2 separate regions of the Hordeum vulgare genome follow, and region 1 is linked to region 2. Evidence: chromatin contacts called from public Hi-C data. All regions are on one chromosome and are shown on one strand. Each heading gives the region's core, a stretch centred on a gene start, on an enhancer-like site or on the middle of the called end of the contact. The rest is flanking DNA. Distances are from core to core; before and after follow the strand shown. Region 1 has its middle 4.9 kb from the start of LOC123411074. Region 2 has its middle 45 kb from the start of LOC123408566.

Region 1 (2,700 bases), core at 48-2,547, 210 kb after region 2:
AAGTTAACTTTTATCTTTATACTTAAATTTGGATCATAACATAATATTTAGAACGGTGTGACATGTTAGTGATCCCAGTCCCAGCAAATCTCAAGGAAGAAGCCAAATTGCACACAAAATAGTAGGTTCGCTGCTTTGGCTGAACATGATTTGCTCACATAGCACCACTACTGTTCTACATGCAATTCCCAAGAGAAATGCAAAGGGTGTAAAGCTACCCGAGATACACTTGCAGCTAGCTAGCCATGTTAGCACACCAATGCGAAGGCGGGAAGGCCTAAAAGTAGTAGAGATATCTCGTTTTGTATGGGTGGCTCGGTCGGCCATTAACATTGCAAAACATGCAATCGTTTTGGGGTAATGAAGATGCTTAGTATGTGGGCATCAATTGAAAACAGCCTCTTGGTCATGTAAGAGCATGGTTAATAGTATAGCCAACTGCTAGCTATAAGTTATCTTATAGCTAGCTTGTATAATAGTTATCTATAAAATAATAGTACTTTTATCATATATGGTTTACTTTTTATTCTTACAAAGCATTTAGAAGGACATGCTAGAACTTCATGAAGAGTCTGCTTCCCTTCTTTCTCATCCAACTCAGCAAAAATATAATATTTTAATCTTTACAACGTGCTGACTGTATCTTATTGAACTTGCTCGGGGAACATGAACATGCTTGGTGAAGGTGTTAATACATTTTTGCTCTGATCTCTACCTCTTGGGTGTCCGGATTAGTTTCGAGGGCTAGCTAGCGTAGCCCGTGCTCCTTGGCCTTTTGGCACCGAAACATGATGGTGATGACTGCTGATTAGTACCACTAACCTGAATATTTTAGCTAATCAAAAGCGGCTGTTGGGCGTCACTAGTGTACGTGAAAGAATAGGAATCACATGTAGCCCTTGGTAAAGCAGTTGGGAGCGGAACATGTTACCAACACACAATGCTGTGTAGCACTGGCGCATGCGTTTCGATTAAGTTGGCTCAACGAGCGATCTTTTATCTTTTTATATGACGGGTGTTGCCACAGTGAGTTACTCCTAGCTACCAGTGGATTCGCATACAGAGCTCCCAACTCAAAAAGATTCAGCTCGGTCGGCCCGTGCACGCAACGGCACGGTACAAGCGCTGAACGACCAGTGCGCGCACAGAGAGATCCGGATCAAACGTTGTTTCCCTACACCCTACTCAGGAGTCACGAGATTTCGCTCGTGCCTCGCGCAGTAGTAGCGGTGGTACCGCTCCGTCGAATGCAGCGGCCGCGTGGGTGGTCCATCGGGCAGTAGGCCGGTTCGGAAGAGAGCAGACGCCGTACCGGCCGGGCAGGCACCAAACGACGCGCGTGTGCGGTGCACTGCACTGCGCCGGGCCGATGCCAGTCGAGGAGGACCCCGCGCGCGCGCCGATAGGGCCGGTGGCAGGGGGCACGCACTACACTGCGGCCGCGCCTAGCACTAGCTCGTCTTGTGAGTCCTTCCCGCCTTTCCAGGCCGCCCACGCGTGTGTTGCTACGGCGTGGCAGCGGTGCGGCCGGCGTGTGGGTACGAGGGTGCCGCGCCCAGCACGCACGCGGCACACCTCGGAGCAAGGAAGCGGCCGCGATAATATTCTCTGCACGTAGGGGAACGGGGCATGACGGCATGCGTGTGGGAGACCCGGGCATGGACAACCCGGCCTGTAAAACCCGGGCGGGGCTTGGGCTAGCCTGAAATACGGGTCGGGCTTGTTTTTTTGTTTTTTTTTGCATTTTGGGTGAGGGCAACTCCAATGGGGCGATCCAAGCGGACACGCGCTTTGTCCGATTTTCGTCCGTTTAAATCGTGTGTCGGCTTGTCCATGTCTGTTTTTTAAAATCGATCGACACATGCGTTCAACAAAAAGCAAATGGACAACAACGTCCATCTATCTATTATATTATTACTAGCAAAATGCCCGTGCGTTGTCATGGAAGAAAAAACATAATCTCCAATTATGGTGACCACATTATGTTCACATATCATCGCTTGATTTAGAAATTTTGTGCATAAATGCAAGAAAATGTTCATTTTTTTAAATTTATTCACAAGTTGAAGCAATCTTTACATTTTCAAAAAATATATATCATGGTTGTCAAAAATCTAGGTAACTCAAAGATTTATTCTGAATTTCAAGATTTTTTTTAAAAAACATACAATAATAATCCGATCCATCCAACAGTTAATTCTTCAAAATTCACACAGGTATATTGTCACAAAGACTTAGGAGCATTCATGTTTAACTACATACATTAGATCTTTCGTGAACAATTTTACAAACATGGGAATAATTTTAAAATTGAGAACATTTTTTACAATTCAAAAACATTTACTAAAATTCGTGAATATTTTTTATATTTCGAACGGGTTTAAATATTTTCTTTTAAATTGGCGACCAATGTAAGAAAAGACGAACATAATTTTTTATGTTGGAGGATTTTATTTTAAATGCACAAACATTTTTTGAAACGCATGAAGTTTTTCTGAATAAACAAACATTTTTAGAAATCAGTCATATATTTATTAAATTGATGGACATTGTTTTGGAATTTGCAAAAAAAACCGGCACTTTTTTGAATCCTATTTCTATTTCAAAATAAAAATTCGTCACCATTTTAAATAAAAATTCCTATTTTTTTAATATTCAAAAGTTTTTGTAATTTTAAATTATTTAAATTATAAATAAACA
Region 2 (2,750 bases), core at 127-2,626:
CTTTTCTCGTGCAATCACGGGCATGTTCGCTAGTGTATATAAAAAAGAGCGATACATCTAGAACTAGGGCAGCCTCGCCGGTGCGTGCCCAGCTTGCCCGAGACCACACGCAACAACCTTGGTTTTCTCTAGTTTTTTCACGTTTTTTTCTTTTTTTCATACTTCCAACTATTCTAAAAAATAAATAAAAAACATTTTACATAAATTTTTTTAAATATTAATCACATATTTCCAAAAAATATTAAATGTGTATAACAATATATTTCTCATGCATACAAAATATACAATGGGTATGAGAAAAGTTGATCAAGTATTTGAAAAATGTTAAATATGTACAGAAAAATGTTTCTCATACATACTGAAAATATTGACAAGAAAGATAGTATGTGTATGGAAAATGTTGATCATATGTTTTAGCAATGTTAAACGTGTATAAAATTTGTGCTTTGAGTACCATGTATAGAAAAACTGTACAGCGAACGTTGAATAAAAGTAGTCATTCAAAACTAATTCTGTATTTAGTTAAACAGGTATATCAAAATGTCCAGAATATGGAAATGTACATTGTCTATGAAGAAATGTTTATCCCTACAAAAAAATGTTCACAACGTATTAGAATTTTTTTGACTATGTACTCAAAAAAGTGTTCAACACTTGTATATAAGAAGAAAAAAATATCATGTATTCACAAAATATTCAATGTGTGTCCACAAAAATGTGTCACGTGTATACTAACAATGTACGTTGTGTATTAAAAAAATAGACATGTGTTCACCAAAAAAAACCCAATAAAATCTGACAAAGAAATGATGAAAACAAATAAAACCCAAAAAGAAACACGAATAACAAAAAGAAGAAAAGGATGAACGACGAAATCAAATGCCAAAGGGTGGATATCATGAAAAACAAAAAAACAAAAAAGCAAAAAAAAACTGAAGGAAAAATAAGAAGGAAAAATCGAGTGAAAACCAAGAAAGATATTAAAGGAATCATAAAAAAATGAAGGAAAAAATGATAAGAACAAAAACATTGCAAAGAATGAAAACAGTGAAAACGAAGAAAAGTGATGCAAAGCAAGAAAGAAGCAAAGAAAACCAAAAACAGAGATAAAAAAAATCAGTGAAAAATGATAAAAAAAGTGAAATGAAAAACCCAATAAAAACCTATAAAGAAACAAGGAAAACAGGTGGGGGACAAAGAAAATAGAGAAAACCATTGAAGAAACAACATGAAACCTAGAAGAATACAAACCTCAAAAATCTAAAAAACCGGCCCAAAACCAATACGAACGTTCGAGAAAACCACCAGCAAGCGAGTGTCTTCAATCGAAAACATAGCGAACAAAAAAAAAGGGTAAATGGGCTGGCCCAGTATGCTTGCATGGGAGAAAACTCTCAACTGGAGGCGCTGCTCTCACTATAAGTGAGATATAGTTATCAGTCATATCATTTGCGGTCACTGGCTGGATCTGGATGTAAGAGTTCAATTATGCAGGGCTTCCTACCCGACCCAAACAGAAACAATTCTTTTGTTATTAGAAAACCAGAAAAATCCCCTAGAAGCTAAAAAAAAGGTTTTCCTAGTTCGTAAAGAAGAAAAAACAACGGCTAAAGAAAAACTTTCCCGCACAAACAAAAACTGTAGTCCGAAACAAAAGCAAAAGTTTCAAGAAGCCGACGGTCTTTCCTTCACTGAGTCTTTTTTCTTTTCTCATGATAATATGCGTCTCATTTATAAAATAAAATCAAATTACAAGGCACGTAAACATCGACCTTACAAGACTTAAAAGATAAAATCGTCCTGTATAAAATATCATCGCGTGTCCCTCTCCTTCGACACCATCAAAGCGGCTATCAAAAGGAAAGAAAACAGATCACCTCTTCATCCAAACTCGACGCGGTTCCATCGCTGACCTGCAACTTTACTCACCTTCAAAATAGTTTGCCAAAGCAAAACCATTGCCGTTGAAAGAACCAGACCGGGACAACATGTCCACGGACACGTCATCGACTTTAGAACTGACACCCGCAAGGCGACAACGTGTGAGGAGACCAGAACTGCCATCTACCGACCACAAACCCAGCACAAGATGCACCATCTTTCAGCTGTCACTTGTGTAGACAACAGTCTGCGCGTACTCCTGAACAACAACCCCCTGCTCCATCATGACGCCGGAGACAACGCCATAACAACAGAGACGGAGCAAAAGGAGAGACACACCTCATGTAGTCGTCGCCTCCGCCTCGCCGACACCATTCATGAACACTGGCGCCGCCAATCTAAAGGAACGACAAACACACGATGCCATCAACTCCGAGACACCGCCATGATAGACACCGCCAGTATGAGAGTGAAGCTGAAGCAGATTTATTCCTTTGGACGCCGCTGCCATCACCCCAACGACGCACCACGACCTACAGATCTAAACCCTAACTACAAACCGGAGGAAACGGGTCTTCCCTCCCTCCTACCGCAGGACCGGTTGACTTCCGGTGAAAGAACCCCCCCCCCCCCCCCCACATCGCGTGGCTCGTGGCGGCGGCTTAGGTAGGAAACGTGCGCCTGGGAGACAAAGACCTGAGAGCATCTCAAGCAGACTCCGTAAAAACGCAAACTGTAAAACGGGATACGGGTCAAAATATATTTAAAGGGTTCATTTTAGCTACGGCCGAACAGAACCTATAAAACAAACTGTAAAACTGGGATAAAGAGCTCCTTCCTCCGGTCCGGCGGCTGCCGCCCCTTCCTCC

The links. A called contact is a pair of places that touch in the nucleus more often than the background predicts.
Region 1: a Hi-C map of seedling shows a contact between it and region 2, with 2.2 times the contacts expected there. The contact joins two enhancer-like sites. A contact is called at or near these places in 2 of 6 Hi-C or Micro-C datasets (leaf and seedling).

Annotation. Positions count from the first base shown.
Region 1 is chr7H:172,116,589-172,119,288 of MorexV3_pseudomolecules_assembly, forward strand. No RefSeq gene overlaps it. Among protein-coding and RNA genes, the nearest start is that of LOC123411074, 4.9 kb to the right of the region's middle. Within about 2 kb of position 1,298, at least 3 of the 3 cell types and tissues checked have open chromatin away from gene starts, as enhancers often do. A contact at or near this core is called in seedling, where this site is marked.
Region 2 is chr7H:171,909,510-171,912,259 of MorexV3_pseudomolecules_assembly, forward strand. No RefSeq gene overlaps it. Among protein-coding and RNA genes, the nearest start is that of LOC123408566, 45 kb to the right of the region's middle. Within about 2 kb of position 1,377, at least 1 of the 3 cell types and tissues checked has open chromatin away from gene starts, as enhancers often do. A contact at or near this core is called in seedling, where this site is marked.